Regions from separate parts of the Mus musculus genome. Here all the other regions are linked to region 2. Evidence: chromatin contacts called from public HiChIP or PLAC-seq data. All regions are on one chromosome and are shown on one strand. Each heading gives the region's core, a stretch centred on a gene start, on an enhancer-like site or on the middle of the called end of the contact. The rest is flanking DNA. Distances are from core to core; before and after follow the strand shown.

Region 1 (2,956 bases), core at 240-2,739, 340 kb after region 2:
CTCCCTCTCTGCTGCAAGTGATTTTTCTACACAGCACGTGGTACTTGGCCAAAGCTACCCTGAATTTCTAGTCTTCCAGCTGGCATTTATAGAAGATAGGAGTGCCTAACCCTGCTGGCACTTGGAAAACAAAATCCCAGGGAAGGGCTCTGATGAACTCAAATGAGGTCCTGTGTTTACCCTAGAATCAGAAAGGGATGGGGGGTGGAGGTCAAGCTATGGTATAACTATGCCTTTCAGAAGGTAAAGAGGGATTTGGGAGCCTCCTGTAACCCAGGACAACAGCAGGGAGAGGCAGTTTTAGCCAGGGAGGGCCAGGTGGTCAGGAGCTGCAGATTCGTGGATGCACCGTTTTCAAACAGAGCGAGTAGGAGGAGGTGAGGCCATTCATTGATGGGAAAGGCAACCCAGCCAGTGTGGGTGTTTGTTTTGAACTTGGTGAATTTAGAATCTTTGGGGACATAATTGTAGAAGAAAGATCACACTGGTCGCTGACACTGGTCGCCGAGGATACAATTCTGCCGGTCAGAAAACCGTGGGCAGACTCAGCTACTGGAGGAAGACCGAGTGTGCCTCCCAAGGTTCCTGGCAAAAACTGTAGAAGGTGCCACCACATTGAGCTGCCTAGCAGCAGAGTCCTCCGGTGTCACCAGGCCACTGGTGAGAGACAGCCTGGCTAATTATGAATGCAATGCGGAGAAGCCAGAGTTAGTAAACCTGCCTGCATCCACATTTCTGTAGAATGCCTGCACTTCCCGTGACTCAGCGAGGGCTCCTCCTGTGGCTTGTTCCAAAGCACACTGGGAGTTGTTGGGCAAATATTTGAACAGCCTTTCGATCTGAAACCCGAGTAGCTGAGCCCTTCAGCTTCAGAGCCTGCAACTCCTTGCTGCCACTAGCTCTTTCTGTCCCTGCTACAGCCAACCCCTGCGGCAGCAGGAACCACTGAGCAACTAATCCCAAACTGGATTTTCCACCAAAAAAAAAATGTCACCAATGATGGAGGAGAGGAAAGATGACCAAAAGTCCAGGGCACCTTGCTCCCACTCAGAGGGCTCGCTTTATCTCTCATGGTCGGGTTACATGCTCATTTCGCGTTCAGCGGGAACTGAGTGTGTGATTAATCTCTTGATCAGGAGTGAGTCAGGCATGGGTGTGAATCCACAAAGTGCTAATTACAAACGTGCTTCCTTCCTGGGAGCCAGTAAGAGAAAGTTAGTAAGGCAAGAGAGAAGTGCTGGGCGGGTCCCTGAGCAGGGACCCAGAAAGACCCCTCCACTCCAGTTCCCCTCCGATCAGGCAGGGCAGAGGCGCTGCGGGTGCGGAATGAGAGACCCTGGCTTCTCTATGAGCTGCACATCTAAAATAAGACTCCACGGGAGACTCTGGGAATTTCCTGTACTTTTTAACTCTCAATGTCCTATTTATAAAGCTTAGTCACTGCAGTTGTTTCGCAGTTACTCCGCGGCGTGTAGAGACAGGTCATAACAGGAAACAGGCTCACAGGAGGCTCTCTCTCAACCGCTGGCTTTGGGGGAATCTGGGTCCGGTCTCCACTTGACAAGCTCAAGGGACTTAACTGGACTGGGTAGCTCTCTAATCTTTCCACTGGCCAGCCACACCCGGCTCTTACATATTCCCGAGGAGGGTCTGGCCTCTTCAAGGGCTTCTTACAGACACTGTGAGGCCCAGCTTCTTGGGAGACCCCCAGGCCCTGGCACAGAGTATGGTCTGAAGGCATCTTTTGCTTCCTGCAGCAAGAACAGACCTGCCCAAGCGTCTCTGCTCGTCCCTGTCTGCATAAAAAGGGCAGGTTCTCCCAGAAGGTTCCAGGCTCCATTGCCTATGTGCAGAAATTGTTAAAAACAATTAAGAGGCAAAGGAGGGGAGAAGAGGGAATGAGCTGAATCCAGCAAAGCTCAGCCAAATGTTTTGCTCCTGTTTCAACCCTGGGCAGAGCCACAAGAGAGAACAAAGCCCTGTTCACTTCCCCATTTCACAGCCACTAAGCTAGCCTCTGAAATCAGGCTCTCTCATCAGGGCTAGTAAACTAACTCCTGTCCCCAGTGTCCCCAGACACTACAGGGCAGAGGTAGCCCCATTTGTTGTTCTTCATGGGGGGCATGGAGTCTTCCCAACCAGAGCCAGCTTACTTCGTAGCTGTAGTTTCTCATAAAGCAAGATGACCAATAGGTGGGCTAAGGCTCTCAACCAACTTTTCTTGGGAGCCGGTACTGGCTTAGCCCTGACTTCTGAGGCTCTGAAGCAAAGAAGGTTTAGATTTGGAGATGTTCCTTGGCTTGAGACATTTTGGGTCACAGTCCCAATAGTGTGGTGGTTTCTGATGGAGCTGGGCCTCTCTTAGCTCTGGGTGTGCAACAGTCAGAACCCAAGATGGTGTCGTGTGCCAGGGTTCCTCCATGTCTTACACTAGAGGTGCAATGGCCCAAGGACTTCTTTGGATGGCATTCCTGGACCGGGGTGGTCTGGTCCATTCTCTGGAATCTCAGGCTCTTTTACCATCTGCTGCCTCTCAAGTCCCCAGGCTGACCACTGACCAAGCCTCCTATTCCGTTCTCTTTCTTCTGGCTTCTTCCTCTCTCTGTTTCTCTGCCTCTTTCCGTTCACAGGCCTTTACACCCCCTTTTTCTCCATCTCTGCATTTGCTGGCCTGACAGTAAGTCTCCAAAAGCCACATGGAACCCATATCTCAGCATCCAGAGGCCTAGAGATTTTCCACCTCCCAATGAGTCACACTTCCCTGAGCTCCCACCACCAACCACAACAGAGGCTGGGGGGAGGGCCATACTTACAGCGCATAAAGACAAAACATTCATCAACGGAGAAGAAGGATGTTTCAAACAAGTGAGAGCTGCCAAGGTTCAGCAACTGTGTCAGACGCAGGATCAACCTGCAAAACTCAGTAGCAGCTGTCTCCACCCACAGTCGCTGCTAG
Region 2 (2,787 bases), core at 112-2,611:
CAGGTGATAATAATTAATGGTATAATTATAATAAATCTACTTAAGTCTTCAAATATGCCTTAATCCCACTGTGATTTAGAAAAACATCTAGAAGAAGTGAACTGTTTTGGCAGGCTGGAGCTCAGAGCTCAGGGTTGAACAGTCTACAAAGCTATTGTTGTCTGTGACAACTTGACTTTCTGGGAGGCTGCAGGCCAACACTCTGCCACCGAACTACACCTTAGCCTCTTCACTGTTGCAGTTTACATATAACTTTGATATAAACCTCAAACAAAATTACCAAGTGCCCAATCCACACACACACTTGTTTTTTTGAGACAAGATCTTACTAACTATAGTTATAACCTTTTTCTCAGGAGAGACTGAACCCTCAATTTCTTGCATACATTTCCAGAAGTCTAGAGAGAAGTCACTAAAATCCACTGGTTTTCTAGTCGGTGGACCCCGAGTAAACAGGTGTAATACGGGTCAACCGTGAAGGCTTAAGAGCATCCTTAGGATAGAATACGTGCAATCTTCTCTTTGAGAATGAGCTTAGCCTGCACTGTCATCGTATGAATAGATAGAAAATATTTGTTTATGTGCCTGTAACAAAAAATGTTTAAAGTAAGATAGAGTATTTCAAATAGTGAGAACGGTTACCTCCAAAGACTCCTTGTTCAAGCCACAATACCACTCTCGCCAAAGTCCGTGGCTCTCTGGAGATTTTGCCAGTACTATGACTGCATTATTTAAAGAAACGCTAGTCTCGGGTTCTCTGGTACTCAACTTATTCTCTGGAGCAAACTGCAAAGTGCAGGAATAACCCGAGTCTTGTGTAGAGAAGCACAATTCGTAACCGACGGGGCTTAGATGTCCGTGAAGAGTTTGTGGCAGAATCCCAGGCACTTGGATGAGCAAAGTCAAGGAGTCTTCGTCCTGATTACACTGTAAAGGAGGGCACACGGGTGCGATGCTCTCGGTTCCGGGGTCACCCATGGCTGAGCCCGCGGTGTCGTGGCGGGTCCTCTCCTGCTCCTCATTCGTCTGGACACCGGGGTCTCCGCACAGGGATTCGGTGTCGCCGCCCGGGAAAGCAGAGTAAGGGAGGCTTCGGTCCCCAGGAGAAGTCCCTTTCCCGAGGTCTAGAGGTGCCACCGAGTCCCCTCCGAAGTCCTGCTCCGGTTCGGGAACGAGCTCCCCTTCAGCGTGTGCAGCCCCGGGGTCTGGGGCTCCCACACCGCTCTTCTCCCCGTGGTCAGCTCCGGTTCCATCTGCAGACTCTTCCCGCGCCGCTGCAAAATCGCCCGCGGAAGTGCGGGCTACGTCGTCAGTTCCGGTCTCCTCCGCGGGCTCTTCCGGTGTCGCGGCCGGGGGTTCCTGGCGCGCGTCGGCCAGCGCCACCGGCAGCGTGACCACCAGCTGCCGCCGCGCCTTGTTGTACTGTGCCTTGCCGCGGCCGTCGTCCACCGGGTACGGCAGCGAGAGCCGCAGCCGGTAGTCGGGGTTTCTCGAGTCCAGGCACAGCAGCTTCCCCTTCACCTCCAGCTCCGCCCGCTCGACCGAGCGCAGCAGCGGCAGCTCGATGGTGACCACCAGCTCGTGCGGCACGGTGCTCGGGGCCGCGTCGCGCGAGCAGCGGTAATCCTGGAGGTCTACGTGGTGGCGCTGCACCACGGAGCAGCGCGGCTCCGTGGGCTCTGGGCGCTGCACGGCCTCGGGAGCGGGGGACGCGGGCGAGCGGGCAGTGTTCGCCGCCGCTGCCGCGGGGTAGCGGTATGGATATGGTGGGTCCGGGAAAAGCCCTGGTGGCTCCCCCTCGGGCTGGGCCGGGACGCCCCCGGGTAGGGGCGTGCGGAGCACTGCGGCCTCGGGCATCCCCTTGTACTTGATCTTCAGGGTCTTGGCGTTCCTGCGGTCCAGCCTGACGCCGAACTGCTGCTCCACCGCCTCCAGGGCCGTGGCGTCCAGCATTTCGCGGAAGCGCTCGTGGCTCCGGGCCAGCGCCAGCGCTTCGGGGTGGAAGACCACGTCGTAGACGGTGTAGCGGGCGCCGTTGCGGCCGGCATACTGGCGGCCGGGAGCCAGGCTATAGGGCAGGGACCAGTGGCTGCCAGCTGCCGTGCCGCCGCGCCCCGGGCCGGGCCGGCTGCTAGGTACGCCTACCAGTGAGTTGCTGCACACGTTCACGTAGCAGCGGTGCTCCCCGTCCAGGCTGGTACGCAGCACATGGCCCGGCTCAGGGTGCACGAACCGCACATCCACCCCACGCTCCCGCTCCAGGGCTGTGATCTCCTCCTCGTAGCGCCTCCGGTTCTCGGGGTCCGTGATCTCCGCGGCGTACTCGGAGAACATTCGGCGGAACTCTGGGTCCTGAAAGGCGGAGGTGAACCGCTGCACCTCCTCTCTGCTCAGATCCAAGTCCTCCAGCGCTGAGGAGGCCGCCGCCTTGGCCATGGTGACCCACACGGCCCAATGCCCAGACCCAGTGAAGGATCAGGGTGAATTGAGTGTCTAGGATGCGCTTCAGAGTCTGGCTCATGGAGAACTGACCAGTCCAAGAAGGTAACGGCTGGATTGTCAAGGCCGGGCAGCGCGTGCTTTGTTGCCATAGTAACGCCTGGGAGGAGGGGCAGCGATCTGGTAGAAATGCTAGAAATAGGCTCCACTGTTACTTCAAACCAAGCAGACACTACCTGCTACAGGTTTTAAATTACTGTGTCAGGATACGTGTACTTTGCAGTCTATTGTGGTAACTGTCCTCATCTTCAGCGCTGTGTCTTTATCTTATTAACTGTTTAATTTCAC
Region 3 (3,153 bases), core at 55-2,554, 450 kb after region 2:
TCTTTAAGTACATCCTGCTCTTGAAGTGGACACAAGGTAAAACAAGAAAAGTGGTATGTTTTAAACCTAGATGGAAGTCTTTAATTTGTTTAAAATCCTATTCTTTAGCCAGACAATGGTGGCTCATGCCTTTAATCCCAGCACTTGGGAGGCAGAGGCAGGCGGATCTCTGAGTTCGAGGCCAGCCTGGTCTACAAAGTGAGTTCCAGGAACAGCCAGGGCTACACAGAGAAACCCTGTCTCGAAAAACCAAAACCAACCAAACAAACAAAATCTTAATCTTTTTAGATATTTTTATTGGGCAATTTAAGTTTCTCAAACTTATCTATACTTTCAAAAGCTGGATAGGATAACTAAAATGAATTCGAGAATTTGATTTTTTAAAGTATCTTGATTGTGATAACTTTAGAAACAATATGAAAATTTCTGTGGTTAAATTTGAGTTATGCTGATAAATGTTTAAATCTATAGCATGAGTTGAAGAAATCAAAACCAAAGAGTATCTCAGTTAGAAAAGTCCTAAGGAATTCAGATGTCTGCCACCTGGAGTAAGCAGGGTGACAACGGACGGAAAAAGTTAAACTCAAACTGTCACTGAGGGCAGGTAACATCAAGGAGCGGCCATGTGGTAGTCAGTCACTACCATCCCTCAGGGACTGTTCCTGTCAGCTGTACTTTACTCTCAAAATCACTCAGAATGCGATGGGGTACTTCATACTATTCTTCTACCTTTTCTATCAGCTTAAGTCACTTTCAAAGTAATAAAAAGTATGTAAGCTTGATCTTAGAAGTCAATATAAAAATGACAAATTTCTACAATGAAATGAAAGTGGAAAAACTCAGTTTTTAAATTACAGAGTAATAGATCTCAACTACAGTTAAAAAAATAGTTTTTCCAAATAATACTGCAGCTTGGGAGTCTAACTCAGGCTATTTAAAGCTCTGCAAACACCAGTGTTCTCTAAAACTTCCTAGTGAGTCTCACGTGCAGCCAAGGCTGACAACCCCCAGTGTGTACTGGGCCAGGTGCTGATTACTGCCTCTGTACCCTGGATCCACTGGTACACTGTTTACGTCACACTGTCCTGAGTTCCTTGTCTGCGACATTCCATCTCCCACTAGCACACACACCCTTAACATGGGGGCTTCTGCTATCTTCCCCAGTGCTGTGCTTCCCTTGTTCAGGACCAAGCTCTTCCAACGGTGCTCAGAAGATGAGAAATAGGAGGAGGACAAAGAGCAAGGGAAGGAAGAGGAAGGAGGAACGGAAGACTGCCTGTTCCTCAAGCAGCCCTTAGGAACAGGAAGGATGACTCTGTAATCAGAAGAACGGCAACAGAGTAATCAGAGGGCAGGAGCTTTGTTCTGAGCGGTGCCCAGGTCCTACCAAACTGTCTTAAGATAGCAAAGCATGGTCTTCAAAGTTACTAATACTTAAAACTCCAGAAACAGCTCTGTGTGTTCCCTTTGTAAAAATAAAAGACTCGGGCATGTGTAATGGCTCATGTCTAGAAATCCCAGCCCTCCAGAGGCAGGAGGAGCTCATGACTGACACCAGACTAGGCAGCCTGAGTTATATAGTGATACCCTGTCATTAAAAAGCAGGAAAGGGAAATAACTGAATAAAATAAACATTACTTAAAACTACCTTTCACCAACTGATTGGATAGATCCCGACACCTCAACCCTCCTGTATACAAAGCCTCCTGATGGAAACGGAGAACTCTCCTCCCTGCCATGATGCTCAACTCTAGAAATTCCAGATTCTGCAAAACCAGTAATTTTCTGTCTTCCAGCATCAGGAATTACAAAAGTTACTAATATACTGCATGGCATGAATATACACCCCTTCAAGCCCAATAACTGGGAGGCAAAGGCAGGGGAACTTCTATGAATTCAAGATCAGCCTGGCCTACGAAACAAGTTTCAGGCCTGCTGGGGATGCATACTGAGACAATGGCTTTAAAACAAAAAGCAATAACTGGGGCTGGAGAGATGGCTCAGTGGTTAGGAACACTGACTGTTCTTCCAGAGGTCCTGAGTTCAACTCCCAGCACCCACATGGTGGCTCACAACCATCTGTAAAGTGATCAGGTGCCCTCTTCTGGTATGTCTGAAGTCAGCTACAGTGTACTTATATACATACATATACATAAATAATCCTTAAAAACAAAAAGGAGAAGAAAGAAAGGGAGCCCTCCATTAAAAAAAAAAAAGCAATAAGCTAGTTTCTTCATGTACTGAAAACCTGAGGCCCAGTGTGATGGTGCGTGCTGATGGTGCATGCTGATGGTGCATGCTGATGGTGCATGCTGATGGTGCATGCTGATGGTGCGTGCTGATGGTTGTAGCATATTAGAGCCTAAATCAGAAGGATTTTAAGGGTGGTCTCAGCTATACAGTGAGTTCAAGGCCAAGCTGGGCTACTCAGTGAAATGTGTCTCAAATAAGCAGAGCAAGGGAGATGCCTGAGCAAGTAAAGATGTGTGTTACCAAGCCTGGTCCCCTGATCCCTGGTGGATGGAGACAGGATGCCTGAGAGGTGTCACCAGCTTCCACAGGTGCACTGTGTGCGTGTGTAAAAACAATTCCCAAATAAATAGCATGGATAAATGTAAAGAAACCGAAGGCAGAGCTCAGTGGCAAAGCGCCTGTCAGGCACATGCAGAGCCCTGGTTCTGATTCCTAGACCACAGAAGGGACTATTTATATCATGTTTCTAGTACTAGCTTTTACTCTATGTGAAATGTGGGAATTTAAAATATAAAAGTCCTGATAACCTTAAAAAAAGAAACTACCTTCATCACCGCTAATTTTAAGAGAAAAACTAAGCCGGGGTGGTGTCGCACGCCTTTAATCCCAGCACTCAGGAGGCAGAGGCAGGCGGATTTCTGAGTTTGAGGCCAGCCTGGTCTACAAAGTGAGTTCCAGGACAGCCAGGGCAGCCTGGTCTATAAAGTGAGTTCCAGGACAGCCAGGGCTACACAGAGAAATCCTGTCTTGAAAAAAGAAAAAAGAAAAAGAAAAGAAAAACTAATGGCATATAGAGTCACTACTTTTTAACACTTACCTTATCTGCACACATGGACACTTTAATGTCTTGCTGAGATATTTCATAATGCCGGATATTAAAAACATAATTACCAGCCAATT

What was found. HiChIP or PLAC-seq counts read pairs in DNA pulled down with a chosen protein or histone mark.
Region 1: a contact with region 2 is called in a FOXA1 HiChIP or PLAC-seq map of pancreatic cancer cells. The contact joins the enhancer-like site here to the promoter of 9330151L19Rik in region 2. A contact is called at or near these places in 1 of 39 promoter capture datasets (liver) and 6 of 115 datasets of contacts at active chromatin or transcription factors (effector CD8 T cells, embryonic stem cells, extraembryonic endoderm stem cells and 3 more).
Region 3: an H3K4me3 HiChIP or PLAC-seq map of bone marrow-derived macrophages shows a contact between it and region 2, with 4 times the contacts expected there. The contact joins the enhancer-like site here to the promoter of 9330151L19Rik in region 2. A contact is called at or near these places in 11 of 39 promoter capture datasets (the 3T3-L1 cell line, the C10 cell line, the HPC-7 cell line and 7 more), 2 of 15 datasets of contacts at CTCF or cohesin (the NIH/3T3 cell line and large pre-B cells), 1 of 484 Hi-C or Micro-C datasets (CD4 T cells), 7 of 115 datasets of contacts at active chromatin or transcription factors (the SCID.adh cell line, T-cell acute lymphoblastic leukemia, bone marrow-derived macrophages and 3 more) and 2 of 9 other capture datasets (adipose tissue and liver).

Annotation. Positions count from the first base shown.
Region 1 is chr12:69,536,737-69,539,692 of GRCm38.p6, forward strand. No RefSeq gene overlaps it. Among named protein-coding and RNA genes, the nearest start is that of Gm46353, 12 kb to the right of the region's middle. Within about 2 kb of position 1,490, at least 346 of the 459 cell types and tissues checked have an H3K27ac peak or open chromatin away from gene starts, as enhancers often do. A contact at or near this core is called in effector CD8 T cells, extraembryonic endoderm stem cells, liver and 2 more, where this site is marked.
Region 2 is chr12:69,195,850-69,198,636 of GRCm38.p6, forward strand. 9330151L19Rik (RIKEN cDNA 9330151L19 gene) reads left to right here and starts at 1,362. Exons shown (of 2, transcript NR_033222.1): 1 at 1,362-1,766; 2 at 1,879-2,787. Dnaaf2 (dynein, axonemal assembly factor 2) reads right to left here and starts at 2,580. Exons shown (of 3, transcript NM_027269.4): 1 at 643-2,580. The coding sequence starts at 2,436.
Region 3 is chr12:69,645,382-69,648,534 of GRCm38.p6, forward strand. It overlaps Sos2 (SOS Ras/Rho guanine nucleotide exchange factor 2), which reads right to left. Exons shown (of 23, transcript NM_001135559.1): 4 at 3,071-3,153. Among named protein-coding and RNA genes, the nearest start is that of Gm31679, 22 kb to the left of the region's middle. Within about 2 kb of position 1,305, at least 28 of the 459 cell types and tissues checked have an H3K27ac peak or open chromatin away from gene starts, as enhancers often do. A contact at or near this core is called in bone marrow-derived macrophages and neural stem cells, where this site is marked.